Linked DNA regions of Ovis aries: region 1 is linked to region 2. A link is a contact called in public Hi-C data. All regions are on one chromosome and are shown on one strand. The core of a region is the stretch at or near the end of the contact, and the rest is flanking DNA. Distances in the headings are between cores, read along the strand shown.

Region 1 (5,854 bases), core at 2,977-5,476, 170 kb before region 2:
ATGAGATAACAGGTTTTAAAATGCTTCTGATTAATTTTTAAATTGCTAAAGGAGTGCCAGTCTCTCAGGTCCTAAACCCATGATTAAAAACACCAGTCTACAGGATGTCATCACCACCTCCATTTGTAGATAGGATTTAAAAGCCACATGTTAAAGTTCAAGAGAAATATCTAAAAAATAGTGGATACGAAATTTCAAGCCATCTTTAAGGAGACTTATCAGTGTGGTCTCCCAGGAAAAACTTGTAATTTCAAAGAGCAATAGCTGGGTTTAAAAGTATCTCCCAGGAAAAACTTGTAATTTCAAAGAGCAATAGCTGGGTTTAAAAGTATCACTTAAGAACCTATTTAGAAAAAGTCTGCCAAATATGACTACATAAATACTAAATATTTATAATTGGGAATAAAAAGACAACAATAAAGTCAAAGATGACAAAGGGCTACAATGAGTCCTTTAGAAAAAGCCTAAAAACCCAACAGAAAAATGACAGACTATTCACAGAAAAATAAATACAAATACTAAGCAAATAAACAGCTCAGTTTGACTCAAATAGGAAATGCATCCTAAAACAAAAACTTAGTTTCACAGAGCGCCTAGCAGTAACACTTTGGGGAAACCGGCATCACTGTACATTGTTGATGGGAGGATTAGTTTATTCTTTAAGGAAAAAAACCACAGTATTTATTACAATTCAAAACGAATACACCTTTTGAGCCAGCAATTTTCTCACTTAAGTACACAAAGATGAGCACACTAAGACTGAAGGAAGCATTGCTCACAATAGCAAAAACAAAGAAAAATACAGCAAGATGTTAGGGCCATCAACAAGAAATGAATTAAATAAATTCTATCAGGTCCTTCCAAAGACTGAGGAGGAAGATTTACATATTCTACATAGAAAGACATCTAAGTGAAATAGCAAGTTGCAGAATGTATAGGAAGAGCCTTACCTATGTTTCTGTGAAAAGGTTATGTCTTTATCTATGCACTTTACACATATATAAATAGGAGAAACACACAAATAGAAAATGCCTATGCATACATGGTAGGGAGGGGTTATGAAGAGGAGAAAAAATTTACCTTCCATTTTATACCTCTTATAATTTTAATTTTTTCATGAGTATGTTCACTTATAAATAAGCTTAATAGGCCACCAAATCAAAAAACAGAGAAACTTATAAAGAATGTCACTTTCCTAAAAATGTTCACTGATGTCCCTTGTTTATAAATTATGATGGGCCACTCTAAAAATAAATATATTAAACCTCAAAAGCATTCTTAATATTGTTTAAAATGCTCCTTTGTCTTAGAGCACCACCCCATAACCCACTCAACTATGGCTAACCCTTCAATAACACAGCTTTGAACTGTGCAGGCAGGTCCACTTAGACTTAGTTTTTTTTTTTTTCAAAAAACAAATTGGAAAAACTTGGGGAGATTTGTGACAATTTGAAAAAAAACTCACAGGTGAACTGCATAGCCTAGAAATATAAAAAAATAAAATAAAGTTAGGTATGTCTTGAATGCATAATACATGAAACTGTCAAAGTGTTAGTCTCTCAGTCGTGTCTGACTCTTTGTGACCCCATGGACTGTAGTGTGCCAGGCTCCTCTGTCCATGGAATTCTCTAAGCAAGAACCCTGGAGTGGGCAATCATTCCCTTCTCTAGGGGATCTTCCCAACCCAGGGATCAAACCTGGGTCTCCTCCATTGCGGGCAGATTCCAAATCTAATAATGTTGAATCAACACCACTTACTAGCTGTGCGACCTTGAGCAAGTTAAGTAACTTCTCTAAGCCTCAGTTTTATTATTTGCAAAATATAAATAATAACAATAACTAGATGATGGGAATCTTTTCATGATGTACATGTATATCAAACCACAATGTACATTTTGCTAACAGAACCTCAATAAAGTTGAAAAAATAAGGAATAACAATATAGTTCTTCTAAAGACTCCAAGAAATGATACATGTGAAGTACTTATGTTGAGGTGACACATAAGCTAAAAAAAGCTAACAATTATTAAGCGCTTTATATACACCAGTAACTTCTAACAGTGTCACATGCTCTCTCTATATTATAGACTTTACTCCTTACCATAGCGTCAAGGTAGGCACTTTTATTATTTTCATTTTACAGATAAAAACTGAGGTTTAGAAAGATTAATTTTCCCAAATTACAAAAACACTAAGTGGAGGAGTCTGTGCTCTCATCCATATCATACTGTGATCCTAAATAATAAAGCACACAATAAATGGTATAGTAAGAGAGGAATAATTCTCAAAGTTCACCCAAGCCTCCTGAAAGAGTATTCCATACAGGCTGTCTTCATTTTCAGATTTCACATCCACTCTCTAGCAATTAAAATCAGTTTTGTATTCTAATCAATGCACTAAATTTACTCTTAATAAAATCACTGTTTCCCAGCTGCCAGATCCAACAAAAATATTTTGGAGTTTATTTTATCTGGCCCTTAAGGAAAATTTGATACTTCTCACCTTGATATACCCGCCTTTCTCGCTTCTTGGGATTCACATGTATTCACTCTGATTTAACCTGTGGTACTATTTGCAGCCACTGTGCTTCCTGCTGCTCTCACCCTTGATAAATAAATATGATTTCTTCAAATCACAAAATCTAGGGAGGAATACAAAGAAGTAACAACACTGTCACAACATCTGTGATAAGAGCAATAAAAGGTTGGAAATATAAAACACAGAGGCCCAGGGAACAGATACTAGAGAAAGAAGCATGTAAACTCAAACCTGGAGTCTGGAGGGAAGGCAGTTAAATCTAATTTAACTAGATTAAAAGAGAGTAAAGAGGGTGGGATGGGGTCGATGGGTGGTTTTGAGCAGAAGAAATATCAGTTCTAGAGACTCAACCAGGAGATAAGAAAGGATACAGCACTTTCCCATTTAGTATGTCTGTGGTACAGCTTTTGAGAAAGAAAGGCTCAACAATTGAGGCTGAACAGTTTCCCAGAGATGCTTGATTTACTCCTTCCAACTATTCTACAGTGTCAGGAGTGATCATATCTGTTCCCTGTTGTGAGAATATGCTGATATCCTCTCTCTCTCTCTAAAACCCCAGGTTCTGATTATCCAAAGTACATTGGCCATCTCCAATTTAGGCAGTTTGGAGGCATGGCAAAGTCAACATGTCCCAAAATTCGGCCACTACTCCTTGCAACCCTTCCCACATACTCCCTCCCTACGTACTTAACTTGGTGAACTGATGCCACTATCTACTTAGTCATCTAGGACAGAATTTTCCAGATCTCTATCTCTGCTGCCTGGATTAAGTCTTCAAACACTTCCCAATTTAGAAACAACTGGTTTAATTAACATTCAGGAGTTTACTCTCTAGATTTAAGGGAGGGAAAAGGATACACTACTGCCAACTGAACAAAAGCAAAAAATAGGTATTAAGGAAGAGAGGAGAGGGGAAATAACAAGTGAATTTTATTTCTCTTTTTCATCCTTGCACAATTGGATTGACTTGAGGTCTGCTACAGACTCAGAAAAAAAGAAATGTAGTTGTCTGTGGCTCCCCCCCCCACACACCCACCCAGAAACTTTGAAGTTTCCCTGTCTCTGAGACCTGCAAGCACTGCCTGTTGGCCTTTGCCCGGCCCGGACGCCTGGCACCTCCAAGTGTGCCCTTCTTAAACCCTCCCTCTAAAACACGACGCCAGCATTCATGCAAACAGCAGACGGGGTTCAGCCCTTCGGCAGACCCTTAAAGTTTCAGGGAGTGCCTCCCCACAGATGAAACACCTGGGCCTCTGCTCTCCTTTACTCTCAGCTTTTCGCCCCCACACTCCGTACTGATACACCAAGGTCTCTGACTGTCCTCCGCTTCGGGCCTCTCTGGCCACGAAACAGCATCTCTTGCCGGTATAGCCCTCTGCCCAGTTGCTATTCACCCTTTAGAACCCTTCCAGGACGCCCTTCCCACCCGCGCGCCCCGCCGCGCATACAAACAGATCTTGCTTCTTCCTTTTGTAGAACTCTGGTCACTCTGTCACTCTGGGCTGTGACCACTGCCTGGTTCCGACATTAAGAGATTTCACTCGTTTTCACCAATACCTGCCGCCAGGCCGTCCGTCCCGGCCTCTGTACGCGGGAGCCAACCGAGGACCCTCCACCCCAGTCCCTCACCTTGCGCGCCACCCAGTCTGCAGCCGCCGCCTCCAGAGCTGCGCTAGGCGCTACCACTCGAGAGTCGACGGGCTCCTCCGCCGTTATTGGCTTGCGTGGGCTCCGCCCCGCCTTCTGAGAGCCGTGATTGGCCTACGCAGCTGCCGGCATCGTGTGACTCGAGCGAACGCGGCACTGGAAGCGCGGCCATTGGCTGCTCAGATGGAGTGAGGATCGTGAGAGCTAGGCGTCAGGCCAGTAGCTGGTCCGCCAGCCAGCCTAGGCTGACGCGAGGCCGTGAGACGTCGCCTAGCAACCTCAGCCCCGCCCAGCACTCGCGCCCCTTCCAAGAGCATGCGCACTCGGGGAGTTTGCAGGCGCGCCGGCCCTGAAATCTTTACTATGCGCTGTATTCACTGGCGCCGCTTTAACTCTGTTGCGCCTGAAGTTTAGACCTCTTTCTCGTCCCAACCCCAGTGTCTTTAGATAACACCTGTATGTACGTGGGAAATGGGGAACTCCAAATGCAGCGCGATTCCTGTTTGAGGACGGGAAGCCAAGAGTCGAAGGTTTAGAAGAGACGAGGCGCAGCAGTTGGTTTTGCTGCCAAGGTCGGCCGCCTCCCGCCCCTACGGGGATGCAGAGGTGTGCACGGATGGGGGTAATCCACGAAATTAAGCTTTCGCTTAAGAGAGCCTTTTAAAATTTGCACAAGGGCACTACTCGCTCTCGTTGAAGGCACTTTCTATGCAGGACTGTGCAAACGGGACGCTGTCGCTTCTCATGGCTGTGATCAGACTGGTTCTCGTGCCTAACAGGCCAGGTGCCATCTGCTTTAGGAAATCCCTCAACCCATTCATCTAACTATCCCATGTATTTGACACCCACGTCCTTTGTAAAGTATCATGACAGAAAAGTCATATCAAATGGATAGAAATGGGATCTGTCCCTTGAGTGCTCAGAGCTCTGTCTTCAGGAGGCCTGTTGTATCCTGGGGTAGATGCTGTGTTGCACAGCCTAGGTCTCTTCAGGACTGAAGCAGGCCGTCAGTAACCGAGAATGGGTAAAGCCATTTTCCCATGAAGCATTTTTCTTCCCAGGGGAAGTATAATGGCCCAGACTCGCAACCCAATTTAGGATTTCTTTGATTGGCCCGCTTAGCTCCAGACCCCACCACCTGCTGTCCCATTGACTGAGGTTGTGGGTGTGACTGGGATGCTGCCTACTTTTCCCTCTGCCTAAACATGCTGCACTCTGTTAAGGGAGGATTAAGAGCATATGCCATGGGGTCAGACCTACCAAGCTTTGCCACTCATTAGCAGTGTGCTCTTAGATAATTTACTTCTCAAAATTTTAACCAGTACTTATTAAAGTGGGTATTATAATAGTTTTTTATGACAATAAATGTGACTTGTATGTAAGCCCTTTGCACAGTATCTGGAATACAGGAAGTGCTCAGTAATACTAAGTCGGTTATTATCCCTGACTTAGAGTCCTGCTTACTAAAGATATATTATTTTTAATATTAGAGAAGATGCAAGTATGTGAAAGGGTCAAATGATTATTTTAAATCTTGGAGATTTCGAACTGAAACATAGATATAACTCCAAAGAACAAAACAGAACAGAAATATGCTCATCTCAGTTCCTTCCAGTGAAGAAATGGGAGGCTTCTTCAAACAGGTTAGCTCAAACAGGGCCTCTGTATC
Region 2 (6,077 bases), core at 2,141-4,640:
CTTTACTAGCGTGTGAGACAAGTGCAATTGTGCAGTAGTTGAGCATTCTTTGACATTGCCTTTCTTTGAGGACTGGAATGAAAACTGACTTTTTCCAGTCCTGTGGCCACTGCTGCGTTTTCCAAATTTGCTGGCATATTGAATGCAGCACTTTTACATCATCTGCTTTTAGGATCTGAGAAATTTCAGTCAGTGAAGTCCAAAAATATGAGAACCTCTGCTCTAATTCAACTAATTTTCTGGCTTCCCAAATCCCTCATAATACAGTCAACAAGATGTTAGTCTGCCTATGCTGAACATCTCTAATGTTCAAGAGCTCTCAGTGATGTGGAATCAACTGAAAAAAGGTACAGTTGTATATCTGAGGCATGTTTACTTAGCTTCATTAAGAACAAGCAAAAAACCAAAGCCTGTAGGGAAAAAGCCAACTTGTGAAAGAGGGTCAGTAGAGAAAGGAAGGCCAAGAAAACTTTTCAGTTCAAAGGGATGCATTCTGTGCTATACTCATAGTCTTCAGTAATTATAAAAATCTTCACAAAAATAACTATAAAGGCTAGAAATGTATAAAACACTCATGAGGTCAGGGGTGATCAGCTTACACTTCCTTTCACACATCTCAGTACTGCTTAAGACGACTCATTTGCTAACCTATATAAATTTCAGTTGAACACTTTTCAGGTTCAATCAGAGGCAAATATCCCATGGTTTTAATATTGCCCAGACCCAAAAATATAACAGAATCTAAAAGATACATATACTCAAGGATGCAGAAAACAACAAATAGAGATATAAAGTCCATGACAATCAACATGAGAATCAAAAAGGATGAGAAGAGCTTGAAGGCAAGGAGTAGAAAGAGGAGAAGGGAAAAAAACCCTAATCTCAACAAGCCCATCTAAAGGAACCAGAGACCTGGACACAGTCGCCTCCAACCTTCCCAGACGTAACAGACTGAGAAGGAGCAAGGTGGGATTTGAAAATGATGCAAAACCGGTTGCTAAAAAAACTCACAAGCAAAAGTATAATACTCAGTACCAGGTAGAGACAGGCATTTCAAATATTTGGAGAAACAAATATTTGCACAAATAAAAAGACATTCATACAAAGAGGATGTGAGTCCCCGCTTCCAACCACATCATTCAAAGCACGTAGGTCCCCATCAACCAACTTTCTTTGCATTTAAGCTCAGGCTAAAAATCTAACCTTATGAAAAGCTGAGCCCTCTCAATAACCGACACTGGCCTCCTAGCCCAGTTCTAGCACAGCGAGGCCCAGCAAAGTTCCTTCCCTAAGAACTGTCATTTCTCAAATCCAGCAGCCATGAGTCAGTGTCGAAGGAAAAAACAAAGTTATTGGGAGCGGAGGCAAAGAGGCCAAGGAGTGGGAAGAAAAACTATTTTTGATGTACAGAAAGGTAAAAAACACTCCAGTTCTGGAATTATAGTATTCCTAGATAGACCAAATGAAAATAAAACCTATTTCTATTTATCATTAAATGAACAGAAATAAAAGTATACCAACTTAAGCCACTAATGACTGAAAGGAGTTTTTTGGTTTTAACTTTGTTTCACCCCTGGTTTTCCATTACATCTCAGCCTCTCATTGTTGCAGCTCTACTGATGAAGCCTTAATAGCAAAGAACTATGCTGGACACCCAAAATTCTGCTTAGTTGATCTGTATTAGATTCAGTTTATCAGTATTTGCATGCACACATTTATTTCATTTTTCATTACTTATATTTAAATGACGTGTAATGTTCTTTTCCTCCCTTCAGAGCCTGCTTTCCCAAAGCTTTTTCTCATCTGCATTCTAAGGTACCCTTTTTCTTTCCTTTAGTTCACTTTGCTGCCAAAGCAAAACAGGGTCTGCAGGGAACTGATATAAACAGGGCAGGTTTATGGCAAATAATACCCTACCTAAGATATCCTTTATACCATGTGTTGTCTACAGTCAGGTAGCAATTCCTTTTATGCCCCTGAGCCTGAGCACAACCCATGTGCTGACGCTATGCTCACATTGTTGATGCTAACAACCATCATCATGTTTCCTAGAGGTTCAGGAGTGTTCCCAAACCTGCTGAACAACATGAACATATCACAAAGTCCTCAAAGCCACAACCATCATCAAGCAACTGAGCTCTTGTTCCTACCAGTCCAGGAATTCAAGAGTCTCAGGTACTCCTTAATCCCCATGACCTGGTTCTACTCAAGCTAAAAATTCTGTAAGGCATTTTTAGAAACTGTAGTTTCAGAATTCTATTAGCTCTCCTAAAAGGACTCAACATCAAACAAACTTTCAGCCCAAAACAAATTTAGCTGGCATTCTGCCAAATAGCTATAAAAGGTTGCTGTTGTACAACTGCCCTGAAGTGAAGCTGGCCAAATCTAAATGAAAAGTGATAAAGCTCCAAGAATAAGCGGTCATAAAAAGATACATGGTTCCTCAGAAGAAATTTGCTGGCGGTTTGAAACCTCAGATTCAAAGGGCTCTTGTCCCTTTATAAAGATTAAACTAAAGAAAGTAAATCAAACTTGAAATGTTCAAAATTCCTGCGGATTAATAGTCCACTTTTAACAAAATGCTAAAGAAAAATCTTGTATTGAATAATGCAGTTTCTTCAATGTCTCCCAAGTAACTGTTCAGCTTATTTTGGAAGCAATTTTGTTGCAGGTCTTGAATGTACTTGGGTACCAAGGAAAAGACACCTGTGCCTGGCAGGTCGTACGCTACTAATTCGCCCAAGGTGCCAGAGAAACAGAAGATGCTGTGATTTCTGGACACGATTTTCTGCTGTGCCAGGTAAAAGAGGTCACATGACCTGTACAGCCACGGTTCAGCTTTTTCCGAGCAATGTGGCAAGCTCCTCGGACAGAATTTTGCTAGGAATTCGGAGAAACAGGCAAGCTGAGAGGAATTCCTCTCGGCACCGGTGTCTGTACTTTGCAGCTTCCTTTTCCGACGGCCTCGCGCGCATCCTGTGTCTCCATCCCGCCGATGCTCGGCCCTCCCTGGGCTCCAGCTAGCCAGCAGAGGACCCTCCCTACAGCCCCGCGCGGCGACGCCCCGCCCGCGGGTCAGCTGGGTTCCGCCTGCCGCCCGGCCCGGCCGCTACGGCCCCGCCCGCTGCCCGTCCGCTCACTCACGCGGGAGGCCGCGGCGGCGTCTCCATGGCGGCTCCTCTCGGGCTTCAGCTCTACGGCGCCCGCCGCCGCCAGCACCATTCCAGCTGCGGACGCCTGCCCCGCCCGCCCGTCGCGCCGCGTCCCATCCGCCCGGGCGCCAGCCCACCGCCGCCCCGCACCCGCGCCTGCACCGGCACCCGCTCCAGAAGCGGCCCCGCTTGCCGGCCCAGCTCTGCAGCCGCACTTCACGGGCGCTCTCCGCCTGCCGGCGATGCTGGGGGCGGAGCGGCAGGAGGGCACTTCCGGGTGTGACGCGCCCTCAAGACCCCGCCCCGCCTCTTCCTGCCGCTGCCGAGTGGGCTCCCAGGGTGGGTTCTCCTGCCCGAACCCTTGAGCGGGAGACGTGAGGGCGGGGTCCGGCCGGAAAGCGCGTGGTCCCGGCGTTTGGCGTTCCCTGACTGCTCCACTCCACAGGCGCCTTTGTTTTGTCCTCTCGCAGTTTACCGCCAGGTAGGCGGGAGGAGTGGGCGTAGCCGATCCTTCCTTTACAGATAGTGAAACTGAGGCAAGAAGAAATGGCTCGCCTGTCCAGAGTCCCAAGCAGGAACTGGAGCCTCACTTCTCAGGCTGTGATCCCCTCGTTGCACTTACTGGGAGAGATCTACAGCACTGTAATGGGATGCAGAGAAAAATTAGGTATCCTTGCCCGCGTACCTGCCTGCCATGAAAATACCGAATAGTCAGGTGAGACCGGAAGCTAAATGGTGGTCAAGGATTGAAGTCGCTCAGTCGTGTCCGACTCTTTGTGATCCCATGGACTGTAGTCTACCAAGCTTCTGTGTCCATGGGATTTTCCAGGCAAGAGTACTGGCGTGGGTTGCCATTTCCTTCTCCAGGGGATCATTCCTGACCCAGGGATCGAACCCAGGTCTCCTGCATTGCAGGCAGACGCTTTACCTTCTGAGCCACTAGGGAAAGGCCTCTCAAAATATGTCATATAGAAGAGATGGAAGAAAGCGAATCTTGAGTAAATCAGAGTGCTCAGGGCAGAGGGGAGAGCAGTGCAAAGACTCCTGGACCTTGAAGAAATGAAAGAGTACAGTGCAGCTGATGGTCCCCCAAGTATGCCGCTGGGCAGTGGTAGGATCTGGGAACTTGTTAGAAAGGCAAATTCTCGAGGCCTATTTCAGATCTGAATCAGAAGTTCTGAGAATGAAGCCCAGCAGCCTGTGCTGTGACAAGCCTTCCAGAGGATACTAAGGTTTAAGGACCTCTCTGGCATCTGAGCAGTCAGGACAGGAGACAGTGGAAGGAGATGGTGTCCCGCGTGTAGTCCCCCTGGTAGGCCTTTGAAAAGATTTCAGCTTTTATTGAAAAGAAAAACAAATGCTGTGAGCAAGGTGATCTGATCACTAAAAGGATGACTTTGCTGGGATTTGTTTTAAAATCCTCCACCAAAAAAGGGAGGGTAGGGAATGGAAGAAAGAAGATGGCAAAAATGTTAATTTTTGTTACTGAGTGATAAGTGCACAGGGTTAGTCATTTATGTGTAAGCTGATTCTTCTGTTGCTATATGAGCCACAGATCCAAGAAAGCAAACAAAAAATTGCCTGCTGGGATGATCAAAGTGATAGAAGTTTATAGATTCTGTTTTTTCGGAAAATATAAAGCAGATCAGAATTACTGATAGATTAAACATGAGTATAAGAGACCAGAGTGAAAGATGATCTCAAGTTTTGTTCTGGGCTCTTAGGAGAGTGGAATAGACATTTACTGAGATTGAGAAAATAAAGAAGAAACAGATTTTATGTGGAGAGGGGAGTATTTGTCAGTTCTGATTTAAACATAGTTAAATCTGAGGTGTCCGTTAAGTATCCATGTGTGGATAGGTGTAGACATTTAGATATCTGGAGTGAACTAAGCCAGAAAGAAAAACACCAGTACAGTATACTAACGCATATATATGGAATTTAGAAAGATGGTAACGGTAACCCTGTATGCGAGACAGCAAAAGAGACACAGATGTATAGAACAGTCTTTTGGACTCTGTGGGAGAGAGAGAGGGTGGGATTATTTGGGAGAATGGCATTGAAACATGTATACTATAAGAAACAAATGGCCAGTCTAGGTTCAATACAGGATACTTGGGGCTGGTGCACTGGGATGACCCAGAGAGATGGTATGGGGAGGGAGGTGGGAGAGGGGTTCAGGATTGGGGACACATGTACACCCGTGGCGGATTCATGTTGATGTATGGCAAAATCAATACAATACTGTAAAGTAAAAAAAATTAAAACGACAACAAAAAAAACTTCCTGCTTTATAAGGTCATTGTAAGAATTAAAATCTATTATAAGTATATGGCACTGTGTATAATGGAATCATTTCATAAATCTTCATTGCTATCATTCAGTTCAGTTCAGTTGCTCAGTCCTATCTGACTCTTTGGGAGCCCATGTATTGCAGCACGCCAGGCTTCCCTGTCCGTCACCAATTCCCGGAGCTTGCTCAAACTCACGTCCATTGAGTTGGTGATGCCATCCAACCATCTCATCCTCTGTCGTCCCCTTCTCTCCGACCTTCAGTCTTTCCCAGCATCATGGTCTTTTCTAAGGAGTCAGTTCTTCACATCAGGCGGCCAAATCACTGGAGCTTCAGCTTTAGCACCAGTCGTTCCAATGAATATTCAGGACTGATTTAGGATGGACTGGTTGGATCTCCTTGCAGTCCAAGGGACTCTCAAGAGTCTTTTCCAACACCACAGTTCAAAAGCATCAGTTTTTCATTATTCAGCTTTCTTTACGGTCCAACTCTCACATCCATACATGACTACTGGAAAAACCATAGCCTTGACTATACGAACCTATGTCAGCAAAGTAATGTCTCTGCTATTAAATACGCTGTCTAGGTTTGTCATAGCTTTTCTTTCAAAGAGCAAGCATCATCTAATTTCA

Evidence for each region. A called contact is a pair of places that touch in the nucleus more often than the background predicts.
Region 1: a contact with region 2 is called in a Hi-C map of muscle, with 2.2 times the contacts expected there. The contact joins the promoter of MSMO1 here to the promoter of KLHL2 in region 2. A contact is called at or near these places in 6 of 16 Hi-C or Micro-C datasets (blood, hypothalamus, muscle and 2 more).

What each region holds. Positions count from the first base shown.
Region 1 is chr17:714,403-720,256 of ARS-UI_Ramb_v3.0, reverse strand. It overlaps MSMO1 (methylsterol monooxygenase 1), which reads right to left and starts at 4,226. Exons shown (of 6, transcript XM_027980306.2): 1 at 4,096-4,226.
Region 2 is chr17:540,223-546,299 of ARS-UI_Ramb_v3.0, reverse strand. KLHL2 (kelch like family member 2) reads right to left here and starts at 3,390. Exons shown (of 14, transcript XM_060400601.1): 1 at 3,145-3,390. The coding sequence starts at 3,170.